Linked DNA regions of Mus musculus: region 2 is linked to region 1. A link is a contact called in public Hi-C data. All regions are on one chromosome and are shown on one strand. Each heading gives the region's core, a stretch centred on a gene start, on an enhancer-like site or on the middle of the called end of the contact. The rest is flanking DNA. Distances are from core to core; before and after follow the strand shown.

Evidence for each region. A called contact is a pair of places that touch in the nucleus more often than the background predicts.
Region 2: a contact with region 1 is called in a Hi-C map of bone marrow-derived macrophages, with 26 read pairs. The contact joins two enhancer-like sites. A contact is called at or near these places in 2 of 15 datasets of contacts at CTCF or cohesin (the NIH/3T3 cell line and large pre-B cells), 2 of 484 Hi-C or Micro-C datasets (bone marrow-derived macrophages and embryonic stem cells) and 2 of 115 datasets of contacts at active chromatin or transcription factors (effector CD8 T cells and regulatory T cells).

The regions. Positions count from the first base shown.
Region 1 is chr5:148,487,743-148,493,456 of GRCm38.p6, reverse strand. No RefSeq gene overlaps it. Among named protein-coding and RNA genes, the nearest start is that of Ubl3, 62 kb to the left of the region's middle. Within about 2 kb of position 3,941, at least 183 of the 459 cell types and tissues checked have an H3K27ac peak or open chromatin away from gene starts, as enhancers often do. A contact at or near this core is called in bone marrow-derived macrophages, effector CD8 T cells and regulatory T cells, where this site is marked.
Region 2 is chr5:148,767,018-148,772,519 of GRCm38.p6, reverse strand. No RefSeq gene overlaps it. Among named protein-coding and RNA genes, the nearest start is that of 4930505K14Rik, 8.2 kb to the left of the region's middle. Within about 2 kb of position 2,934, at least 63 of the 459 cell types and tissues checked have an H3K27ac peak or open chromatin away from gene starts, as enhancers often do. A contact at or near this core is called in bone marrow-derived macrophages, effector CD8 T cells and regulatory T cells, where this site is marked.

The DNA.
Region 1 (5,714 bases), core at 2,692-5,191:
TCTTGTGACAGATGTAGCACACAGGACATGTCTAAAGAGTTATTTTTCAAAGTCACTGTCTGAAATGATCCTCCTCTAGCTAAGAAATTAGAAGCAGCTTCCTCTTTATACAGTGGGTTCTGGAGGGTGGTTCCTTATAACTGCACCTATGAAGGTTGGGTGCTTTGGTTCTCCTGACTCATGCACCCAGGGCTCCCCAACAGATGGCCCCAGGTGGGGTGAGATTTCCACTCACAGCTAAGTGTGCAGAAAGCAAAACTGAGTGCGAAGCTTCCATTTTGCTGCTCAGCCAGGCTAGTGGTTTATGGCTTGAAAGCAGCGACTTCCTCGTTTGCATGTGACTTCTCCATGTGGCACCTGCTGACTGCCATAGAGCGTTGGCCAAGATGGGGACCCAGTTTTCCAGTGTGGTGCAGGGAGTTTCCTGAAAGATCAGGGGTGGTCTAACCTTTGCTCCATAACTAATGCACACTGCTAACGTCTTTCTAGTTATGCTTGATAGACTGAGCCTGGTTGTGGAGAGCTCTTGGAACAGCGTCTAGGAATTTGGCAGGAATTTGACTTTGGGCTAGGACAAGGATGTAGGCTCAAGATCTTGATCATCTTGGACTTTGTTGCCTTGTTTGTTCCTTGACCTAGAACTGACCTTATTCTTTGCATGTACTTAGAGTGGTATAAAAGCAGACTGGAGAAAAATAAACCCGTGTCAGCCTCAAAACAGGCTGGGGTCATGCTATGGTGTTGTCTAATTCTCTTCTTCTTAATCCTCGCTCCCTCCCTGGAGAACCCATTGAGTGGTGGAGCTGGCTTATCACCTGGTTTTGGTGCTAAGCCTTCTCTATCTGTGGGCTCCGTCCCACAGACTAAAAAGGAGACATTGTTGTCTGTACAGAATCTATAATTTTTGTTTTGATTCATTTCCTTGCAGGGAAGGGATTAAAATCTCTGTGGATGCTCGGTAAGTTCTGTACCCCGCAGCTAGACCCTCAGTGTGATACTGTAGAATCTCTTAGAAGCATCATCTGTCAATAAAAAAAGCCGATGGCCAATGAGCTGAGGCAGGAAATAGGAGGTGGGACACTGGCAGCAAGAGAGGATTCTGGGAAATAGGGAGAGAATAAAAAGAGACGCTAGGAGAGAGGCTGAGCAAGAAGCAGGTCAGGACTGAAGGAACTGTAATTAACATGTGGAAGGCAGAATAGTTTGAATGAGTTAAATAAGTTGCAAGGCTGACATCTATCTGTACAGCATTTGCCCCGTCTTAGGTATTACTGTAACCCAGAGGGAATTTAAAGCACACATGAGAATGGAGGTTCAATGCAGCCATTTTATTCTTAAGCATCTGTTGATGTGGTGTTCACAAGGGACCCTGGCACCAATCTCCAAAGGCACTTCGAGGCAAATCATCGACTCTGACCTGCATACTATCCGACCTCAACTCTCACTTCCCACCAATGCTTTTCAGTCTAGGCTCCTCCCGGCTTCAGGAATGCTCACACCATTCCTGCCCCCAGTTAGACTCTGGCTTTCCCTTGTCTGGTACCCACCTGCACCAGGCCCTCTAATTCAGAATTAGCGCTATCTCCTCCCCCACCCCAGAATCTCCCTGAGGACCCGTGGTCATCACGTACACACGGGAGACACAGCACAGAGTCAGGAGCAGGTGCTTATGTCTGCCCTTTCTGCTGACCAGCTGTGATCCATGGTTTCCTTAGCTTCAAAACATGAAGGTTGGCCGGGCGTGGTGGCGCATGCCTTTAATCCCAGCACTCGGGAGGCAGAGGCAGGCGGATTTCTGAGTTGGAGGCCAGCCTGGTCTACGAAGTGAGTTCCGAGACAGCCAGGGCTACACAGAGAAACCCTGTCTCGAAAAAAACAAACAAACAAACAAACAAAACCAAAAAACAAAAACCATGAAGGTTGGACCAAGGAGCACAGTATCCTTCCGATGTTAACATATTCCAAGACGCCAAAGCTCCACCCCTCCTCAGGAACCTCACTGTTCTTGAGCGCGTGTTATTTCAACTGCAGCGATGTCTTTGCGTCCAGACGCTTTTCTCCACAAGGTCGACTGCACACAGGTGAAATGGCTTATTCAGTTGCTAGGAACAAGTCCCCCTTACGCTGAATGACCGACGGGGGCTGTTATCCTTCCTGTCACACCGCTGCTCCTCCTCAGAGCCGGCCTGTGCTTTATGGATGGAATAAACAGCTTACATATGTTCAGATACTGGTTTGTCTACCGAGCCCTTCTACCCACAGCGAAGGCCGACTGGTGACAGAGCAGAGAAAGAGTTGAGGGTAAGGTCCAAAGGCAGCGGCTGATCAGGCTCAGGGGACAGAGTATAGGCCACGATGGGCTCAGTAGAGACCCTGCCAGTCAGCGCCAAGGGACAGAGGCTCCTGAAGCCTCCAGGATGATGGATGGACTTGGTAAAATAATTCCGTCATTGCGTGAAATCAGGCCCCGCCCCTTTCTTCAAAAGACACAAAGATAGAGGCTTCCCAGACCTTCAGTCAAAGTTCCGTGGGAAGTTCACCAGTGGCCTCTCTCAGGATGCCTCCCACAACTGGGCCACATCTTGGCCCCCACTCTAAAGCTGAGAGATTTGTCCCAAATGTAAGAAAATTGGGCATGATTATGTTGATCCTATAATTTTACAAGCTTTTTTTTTCTGTAGCAAATTTCTCAGGAACTTATTTTTCATGGTATATCACATCTTTTTTTTTTTTTTTTTTTTTTCTAGTAGCCTAGGCAAGGTCAGCTTTCTAAAGAAAAAAGATTTACCATGTTCACAGTCCCACAGACTCAATGGCATGGTCCCTGACATTGGCTGGGCATCAGCCAATGACAGAAGTACAAAGGAAGGCGGGGAGGGAGGGGGGAGGGAGGGGGAAAGAAGAACAAATGATGCCCCCCTCTCACCTCTGAGGGTGCACATACCTGTAACACAACATAAACACGGGCAAATGCTTATACAAATAAAGTTTAAAGAGAAGTTATTTTTCATTTAGTTAATTTACTTTACCATGCGGGGCTTGACCCCTTGTATTTAGCTGTGTCCCTGAGCTTGCCGGCTTCCTACTTATTACTGGGATGCATTCGTTTAAGCAAATGGCGACCTTGACTGCACCTCGTCTTATATACATGAGCATCTCGAGTAGATTAGGGCATTCTGCACAGTACGAGAAGAACGCTGTCAAATTCAGGAGCTACTCCCTGGAAAGGAAACCACGGGCCACCACCCCTGCTGTCGCAGCTGAGTTTGTGCTGGTTCTCTGTCACACAGCCGTGGCTTTGCTAGGGCCCCATATAAAGAGCTTCCACGTGGGCACCTTCAATACAGAGATTGTTGCCTTTGGACACTGGAGGCAAGAAGTCTGCAGTGCTCGTTTCTTCTGAGAGCCGCTAAAGAGGCTCTGCACTGGGCTTTCCTCCAAGCCCTGAGGCTAGCTGGCAGACTCTCACAGACACATGGCGCTTGCTGCTCTCCCTTCACGGTCAAACTGCGTCTCCCTGCCTGTGTCCAAATCTCTTTTTATGACACCAGTCATACTGGGTTGGGATTTACTGTGAAGTCATAGTGACTAATTACACCTTCAGTGACCCTCTTTTCAAGTGAGGGCCCGTTGGAGGTACTGGGGGTTAAGATGTCAACATATCAGCCTAAGAGCATAGGACACACTTCAGTCCTTAACACCCACGGTATCAGTTTCTGTTACCGTAATAAAATACCCTGACCACAAGTAACTTAGAGATGAGAGCATCTCTTTTGGCTTAAGTTCCAGAGGACTAAAAGTCCATTATGGTAGAAGCATGAAGGAGCAAGGAGTCAAGAGATCACACCTCCACCGCAAGCAAACTCAAGAAGCAGAGAGAGAACTGGAGGCGGGCGGGGCTATGAAATTGCAAAGCGCACCCCCTTATAGTGACGCACTTCCTCCAGCAAGGCCACACCTCCCGAAGGTTCCATTCACCCTTCCCCACCCTTCAAATCTCCACCAACCAGGGAACTGAGCCTTTGGGGGGGGGGGGCATTTTTCACTCCAGCCAACACACCTACAGGCGTTTGCTAGATGCTGAGAGACAGCAGGAGGTGAGCAGTCCATTTGCTACTCCAGCTGGGGGAACCTGCGTCTGTGTGTACAGTGAGCAGGAAAGCAGACATGCGAGCGAGGTTTTACAGGAACACAAGGAGTGACTCTCAGGGAAATGGCACTTCAAGGCTGCATAAATAATCACAACCTTTACGTTGTGTCTAAGGGAGACTTGATTAAGACTCAGTTAAAACTCAGGTGCCTGGGGTGTAAAATTATGTGGTCAGAGAGAAAGGGGAAGTCTTACACACTGTTGGGGAGAATGTGGACCGCTGATGCTATCTCCAAGGAAATTAGTATGGGAGTTTTTCAAAAGGGCTAAAAATAGAACTATTATATGACCCAGCTCTAACACTCCTAGGCATTTATCCAAAGTACCCCATGCCAACACACTACAGAGACCCCTGCTGCCGCAGTCACAATTGCTAAGAGATGGAACCAGCCTAATGCCCATCATCTGGAGAATGGATCAAACAAACAAACAAACAAACAAACAACAACAACAACAAAAAACAACAACTGGGGGTTATTCATCTGTAAAGAGGAATAAAATCATGACATTTACAGGAAAGTGGGAGGGAACGGCAGATATATACGTATTGGATCTATGTATATGTAATTTACATATATACATACATATAATGGCTGGGGAGATAGAACAATTGATCCATTACCTGCCATGCAAGCACGAGGACCTGAGTTCAGTCTTTAACACCCATGTAGAAGCTGACTGTAGCCACACATGCCAGTAATGCCAGCACTTGGGAGGCAGAGACCGGAGAATCCCTAGTTGTATGTCAACTTGACTCAAGCTACAGACATCAGGGAGGAGGGAGCCTCAACTGAGAAAATGCCTCCAGAAGAGCCCACCGTAAGCAGATAAACCTGTAATGCATTTTCTTAATTAGTGGTTTGGTGGGGTACCATTCCTTGGGCTGGTGGTCCTCGGTTCTATAAGAAAGCAGGCTGAGCAAGCCATGAGGAGCAAGTCAGTAAGCAGCACCCCACCCCCACCCATGGCCTCTGCATCAGCTCCTGCCTCCAGGTCCCTTTACTGCTCTGATTTTCCTCAGTAATGGACTGTTAACTGGAAGTTTAGGCAAAATAAACCCTTTTCTCCTCAAGTTGCTTTTGGTTGCAGCAATAGGCCCTAATTAAGACATTCTCCAAGGAGCCAGGCTTGCCAAATTCATAAGCTTCGGGTTCAAGGAGAGACCCTATTTCAAAAACTAAGGTGGAAAAAAAAAAAAAAAGTTGGGCGTGGTGGCACATGCCTTTAATCCCAGCACTTGGGAGGCAGAGGCAGGAGGATTTCTGAGTTCAAGGCCAGCCTGGTCTACAAAGTGAGTTCCAGGACAGCCAGGGCTATATGAGAAACCCAAAAAAAAAAAAAAACCAAAAAAAAAAAAACCAAAAAACTAAGGTGGAAAGGAATTGAGAAAGACACACAATAGTGGCCTCTGACCTCTACATGCAAGCATGTGTATACACACACACACTCGCACGTGTGCACACACACACACACACACACACACACACACAGGGGACTATTCAGACACGTAGGAAACACACACATACAGCCTCTAACACAGCAGTGTTCTTTTAAACATGCAGGA
Region 2 (5,502 bases), core at 1,685-4,184, 280 kb before region 1:
GAACCAAATCTCAATCCATAGCCCTTTGCAAAGTGTGGTGGTTTGGATGACAATGGACCCCATAAACCCCATTTAAATGCTTGGTCCTCCACTGGTGGAACTGTTTGGAAAGAATTAGGATGCGTGGCCTCATTGGAGGAGATGTGTCATAGGGGAACAGGCTTTGTGTTTCCCAGTTAGCTCTCCCTCTTCCTCCAACTTTAGTGTCAGATGTAAACTCTCAGTTACTGCTTCAGCACCATGCCTGCCTGTCTATTGCCATGTTTTCCCCCCATGATGGACACCCTCTGAAACTGTAAACAAGCCCCAAATTAAATGCTTTTATTCATTGCTTTGGCCATTGTGTTTCTCTACAGCAACAGAAAAGTAACTACTATAAAACCTGATGTTATCATGAGTTGAATCTGCCTTCTCCAAACATGCTGACATCCTAACCAGCAAAAGCCAGAGGCAGGGACCTATCTGCTGATGGATGGGGCTGATGACCAAGACAAAGTCACTAGGGTAGGCTCTAGTTAAGTATGATGAAGGATGAAACATTTGTAAAGACTACCAGCAATCCCTCAGAGTCTGAGAGACGGTTTTGATTTTTTTTTTTACAGACCTCAGAAAAAACCAGCCCTGCCTGTAGCTTGGTCTTGGACTTCTGGCTTCCAAAACGGTAAAATAAAATTTCCTCATTCCGGGACTTGGAATGCAGCTCAATACTAATAGCCCTTGCTTACCAGGTGCAAGGCTCTGGATTCCTTGCTCAGCACCATGACGCTAACAAGCCATTCAGTTTCTGGTACTTTGCTCTGGCTGTTCCAACAACCAACAGGGATGTTTTATAGAAAAAAAATAGCCTCACAGGTATAAATGACCTCTCTAGCTTGAATGCACACATACATGCAAATATATATATATAAGCTTTAGAGAATTCATGCTTGCCTAGTTTCGTTTGCAAGTTTTTGTGATTCCCTGAGGTGGGTAGGATGTGCCGGGGGCAGCCTGTGCTCATTAGACAAAGTGAAAGCTTCAACTAACAGCCTAATCGAATTTGATTTAGTAAAACATCTGTCCAATTAAGTCTGACTGAGAAAAATAGAATCTGTAATATATGTATTTCGAGTCAGCACCTAGGACTCTGCTGAATTTGCTGAAACAAGAGCTTCCAGACAATTCCTCAGAGATAATTATTGTGCTCATGTCCTCCAGACCGATCTGCCATGTGTCCAGGTTGATTACCTGCCCTGTCTGTCTTGTCCTAACAGATTGTCAGGAAAGGTGGAGGCGACGTTTTACTCGCCCTTTTACTTCCTGCTCCTCCTCCGACTCCCACAGTAGGGCTCCATACAAGCTGGAGACTCAAGTATGGGATGATAGACTGCACCCACAACCCGACACCAGGAGTAGGAATGGCACAGTCAGAAAATGGGTCCCATAGAAGCTCAGAGACTAACCCGGGATAGAGAGCAACAGTTTGCTACAGAAATACTAGAGATGTTAGAGGCTGGATCCAGAGCAGGGAAGGGTGGGGGGCGGGGGAGGGAGCTGGGGCGGGGCAGGGGCGGGGCTGGGACAGAGGCAGGGTAGAAGAGCAGGGAAGTATAGAACCTGAGGGTTTTCAGTGAGGAGTCCTTGGAGGGTGGTAACGTTTTGCTGAGGTAACCCTTCCTTGGTGGGGACGGAGTTCTTCGGTTCCGTCCAATGATCTATCTGGTAGCCCAGCACTCAGGTAAGAACCTTGGAGGCTGCCAGTTCTAGTGCCTTCCAAATCTGCCTTTTCTCTCTTGGGAGTAAAGAGCAAGCATTGATCAACAAAGCCTGGCGTTTTCATTTACAATGAAGGAAGTTCTAATTCCAGCTCCGTCCTGGCTGTCTTTTTTTGTCATTCATTCCATGGGAAAGTTACTCTGGGCTGGCTGCACTGGGCTCTGAGCCAAGTTCGCCCCTGGTTTGCCTTACCAGCCCCCTCAGATCAGTTTGAAAGGTAGTGGAATTGCTTGTCCACGACTTTATGCCCAAACTAGAAGTGGTAAGAATTTCACTCTTTGAGCACTGACTGTAGCTAGTGCTAAAGTAAGTGTTTCATATGTGTTATTGTCTAAGTCATAAGATGTCAGCATCATCATCAAAGGGCAAGAAACATAAGAAATGGCTATACTCAGGAGGGGTGTGACCTGAGTAGTTGTCCTGTCCCAGCCCCCATATTGAAATTCTTTTTTTTTAAAGATTATTTATTTTATGTATATGAGTGCACTGTCGCTGTCCATATTTATTTATTTATTTATCATTTTATATATGTGAGTACACCATTGCTTTCTTCAGACACACCAGAAGAGGGCATCAGATCCCATTACAGATGGTTGTGAGCCACCATGTGGTTGCTGGGAATTGAACTCAGGACCTCTAGAAGAGCAGTCAGTGCTCTGAACCGCTGAGCCATCTCTCCAGCCCCCATGTTGAAATTCTAACATCCAGGGCTATGATCCGGAGACCAGGTCTGAGAAATGACTGTGTAATAATGGTGCAGCTGTCATGGGTGGGAACACTCCACTTATGAGCCAGTCTCCAGAGAGCTCTCTCTCTCCTTTTCTTAAGTGTAAGAACTCATTAAGTCCACAGTGTACAACTGGGAATATTTCCTTCTTTAGAAGCCAACCATGCTGGTAGCCTGGTCTCAGACTTCTGGCAGCTGGGATGGTGAGCAATGTATTTCTGTGGTTTATAAATTCACCTCGTCTGTGAGAGTTTGTTACAGTAGTCTGAGCTGAACTAGGACTCCTCTCATCAGGCTAAGCAGCACAACCCTGGCACAGATCTTCACAGGGTCATCACTATGAACAGACATTAAATCATGCTGTCATCGATGGGTACGCTAAAGCCACATGGAGAGTCAGACAGCAGAGCCTTGCTGCTTCTCAGCAACCAGGGCCTCCACTTCCTCACACAGGATGTGACTGCTTTGTGGTCGGCATGAATAAGTTCATCCAGTCTTCATTACAATCCTGCAATTGTATATCCTGCAACACAGTTCCCAATGTACACCCAAGAGATGACCCCTGGGCATCACTGGGGGGGGGGGTATCTTGATTACATTGACTTATATGGGAAGTCTCTCTCTCTCTCTCTCTCTCTCTCTCTCTCTCTCTCTGAGGCAGGGTTTCTCTGTGTATTCTTGGCTGTCCTGGAACTCCCTCTGTAGACCAGACTGGCTTCAAACTCACAGAGATCCACCTGCTCCTGCCTCCCCAGTGCTGGGATTAGAAACAAACACCACCAGGCCTGGTGGGGAAGATTCATCCTAACTGTGGCTGGGGCCAGTGCCTGGGCAGGGGTTCCTGGACAGTACAAAAATAAGACATTGAGCCCTTGCTCACATTTGTCTCTCTCTGCTCCGTGACTGCAGATGAAGGTGGCCATCTCCTGTCACTGTGGGACTGTGACTCCGGTCTGGAACGGTAATCCAGAATGAAACCCTTCTTCGTTAAGTCACTTTAGTGAAAGTGTCTTCTTATCACAGCGACAGAAGGAAAATTACCAAGGACATGGGCGTCCCTAAGATCCTTCAGGTCCTTCTCTGTGGCAGTGGCAAACATCTCATCCTCACAGACTGGATCTGTCTCTCTTCTCTGGTAGGGACATTTCTCCTTCTACGTCGCTGACCAGATCAGATCACATGAAACCCTGGGCTATGACCCAAGCAGACACACAGGAGCCATTCAGGTGCTGGCTTTCTGAGCAGGAGAAGGCATGTCCTCCCCAGGAGCTGCCACATGTCCTTGTGTTGAAATGCACAGTGACCAGAGGGGACCCAGACTACTACAGTGTGCGTGGCCTCTGGCTCTCTCTGAGCTGCTGCCTAAAGGGCACACTGGCTTTCAAGACTGAAAAATGAACCACGTTCTCTCTGACCTTATGGACAGGGTTGTGGGAGGGCTGTGGAGGAGGGAAGCTCTTGAGCGAGGGAGTTGCTTTAGAATAGGGCTGCCTTGGTCCACACTGTTTTAAAGGTCCACACGTGCTCTCCTCCAGGCATCCGGCTCTAATGAGCTACGCAGTGCCTGGCCAGGCCCAAGATACATTCCGGAGGCAAGAGAAAGACTGGAGATTTAATCAAGAGACATGTGATGTTCAATTGAGCCCCAAATTGCTTTTTTGAACATAACATCAAATAAAATGAGAGAGGGGAGGGCTGGACTTTTCTGCAAGCAGGTGAGTCACCCGGAGTGAGCAGGGGAGGGTCTGGAAACCTCTGGAATGAAGTCGAAACAGCAAGTCCCAGGAAGTCGGCAGCCAGGGATGGGCAGGATGAGAGACAGCCATGCAGTTTCCTGCCGTCCCTCGCCTGCCTCCTCAGCCTTCCGCCATCTCCTTGGGTCTCACAGCTTGGTGTGGCTGGAGAATTTTTGCTCTTTTCTCTAAGGGGTTACAGGTGTGTTGAGTCCTTTGGGTGTCTGGCAGAATCAGGCTAAAGGGGAGCTAGGGAAGGGAGGTACCTTACCTGTGGCCTGAGGAACTTGTCGTTTATAATAACTAATAATTCTCAGATGACAGTAACCGCTTGTTGAAATATAATTTATATAGTCAGTTTATAATATATGTATATATATATGTATATATATATATATATATATACACACACACACACACATATATATATATATATATATATATATATATATATCTCCACACATATATACACACACACCCACACATACACATACATATGGTTCTTTGTTTTAAGATAGAGACTTACTATGTTGCCTAAGTCTCAGGCTCCTGGCCTCAATAGATTCTCCTGCCTCAGCCTCCTCATTGCTCGGACTTTAGGTACATTTATTTCCAGCCCTGAGGAATTTTGATCAATGGAAACAGCTTCTTGATCAGCACCATTACAAGAGGAAAACTTGTACCTCATTAAAATGCGTCTCAGCACCTCCATCGTGAACAGTGTGCCCCAAACCCTCATCTCAGGCAAGCCCAGCTTCACTTTTTCTATATTTTGACATTGATACTCAACAGCCGTTCCTTTGCTGCTGTTTTAATTTGTTATGTGAATGGGTATTTGGCCTGAGCGAATGTCGTATGGGCCGCATCTGGTGCCCGTGGAGACAGGAAGAGGGTGCCTGATCTCCTAGAACTGGAGTTACAGATGGTCGAGAACCACCGTGTGGGTGCTGGGAATCGAACCCAGGTTCTCCGGATGAGCATCCTGTGCTCTAACCACTGAGCCATCTCTCTCATCCCTTCCAGCAGGTCTCATAAATGGTGCCATGTAGCAAGAGTATGGCCTTTCCTGTCCAGCATCTTCCCCCTCAAAGAATGCTCTTGAGGTTCATACTATTTTTTTAAATAATTTATTTATTTTATTTTATGTGCATTGGTGTTTCTCCTGTGTGTGTCAGTTGTGAGCTGTCCTGGGACTACTGGGGATTGAACCTGAGTCCTCTGGGGGAGCAGACAGTGCTCTAACCACTGAGCCAACTCTCACGCCCCTCATAATTTTTTTTTTTTAGC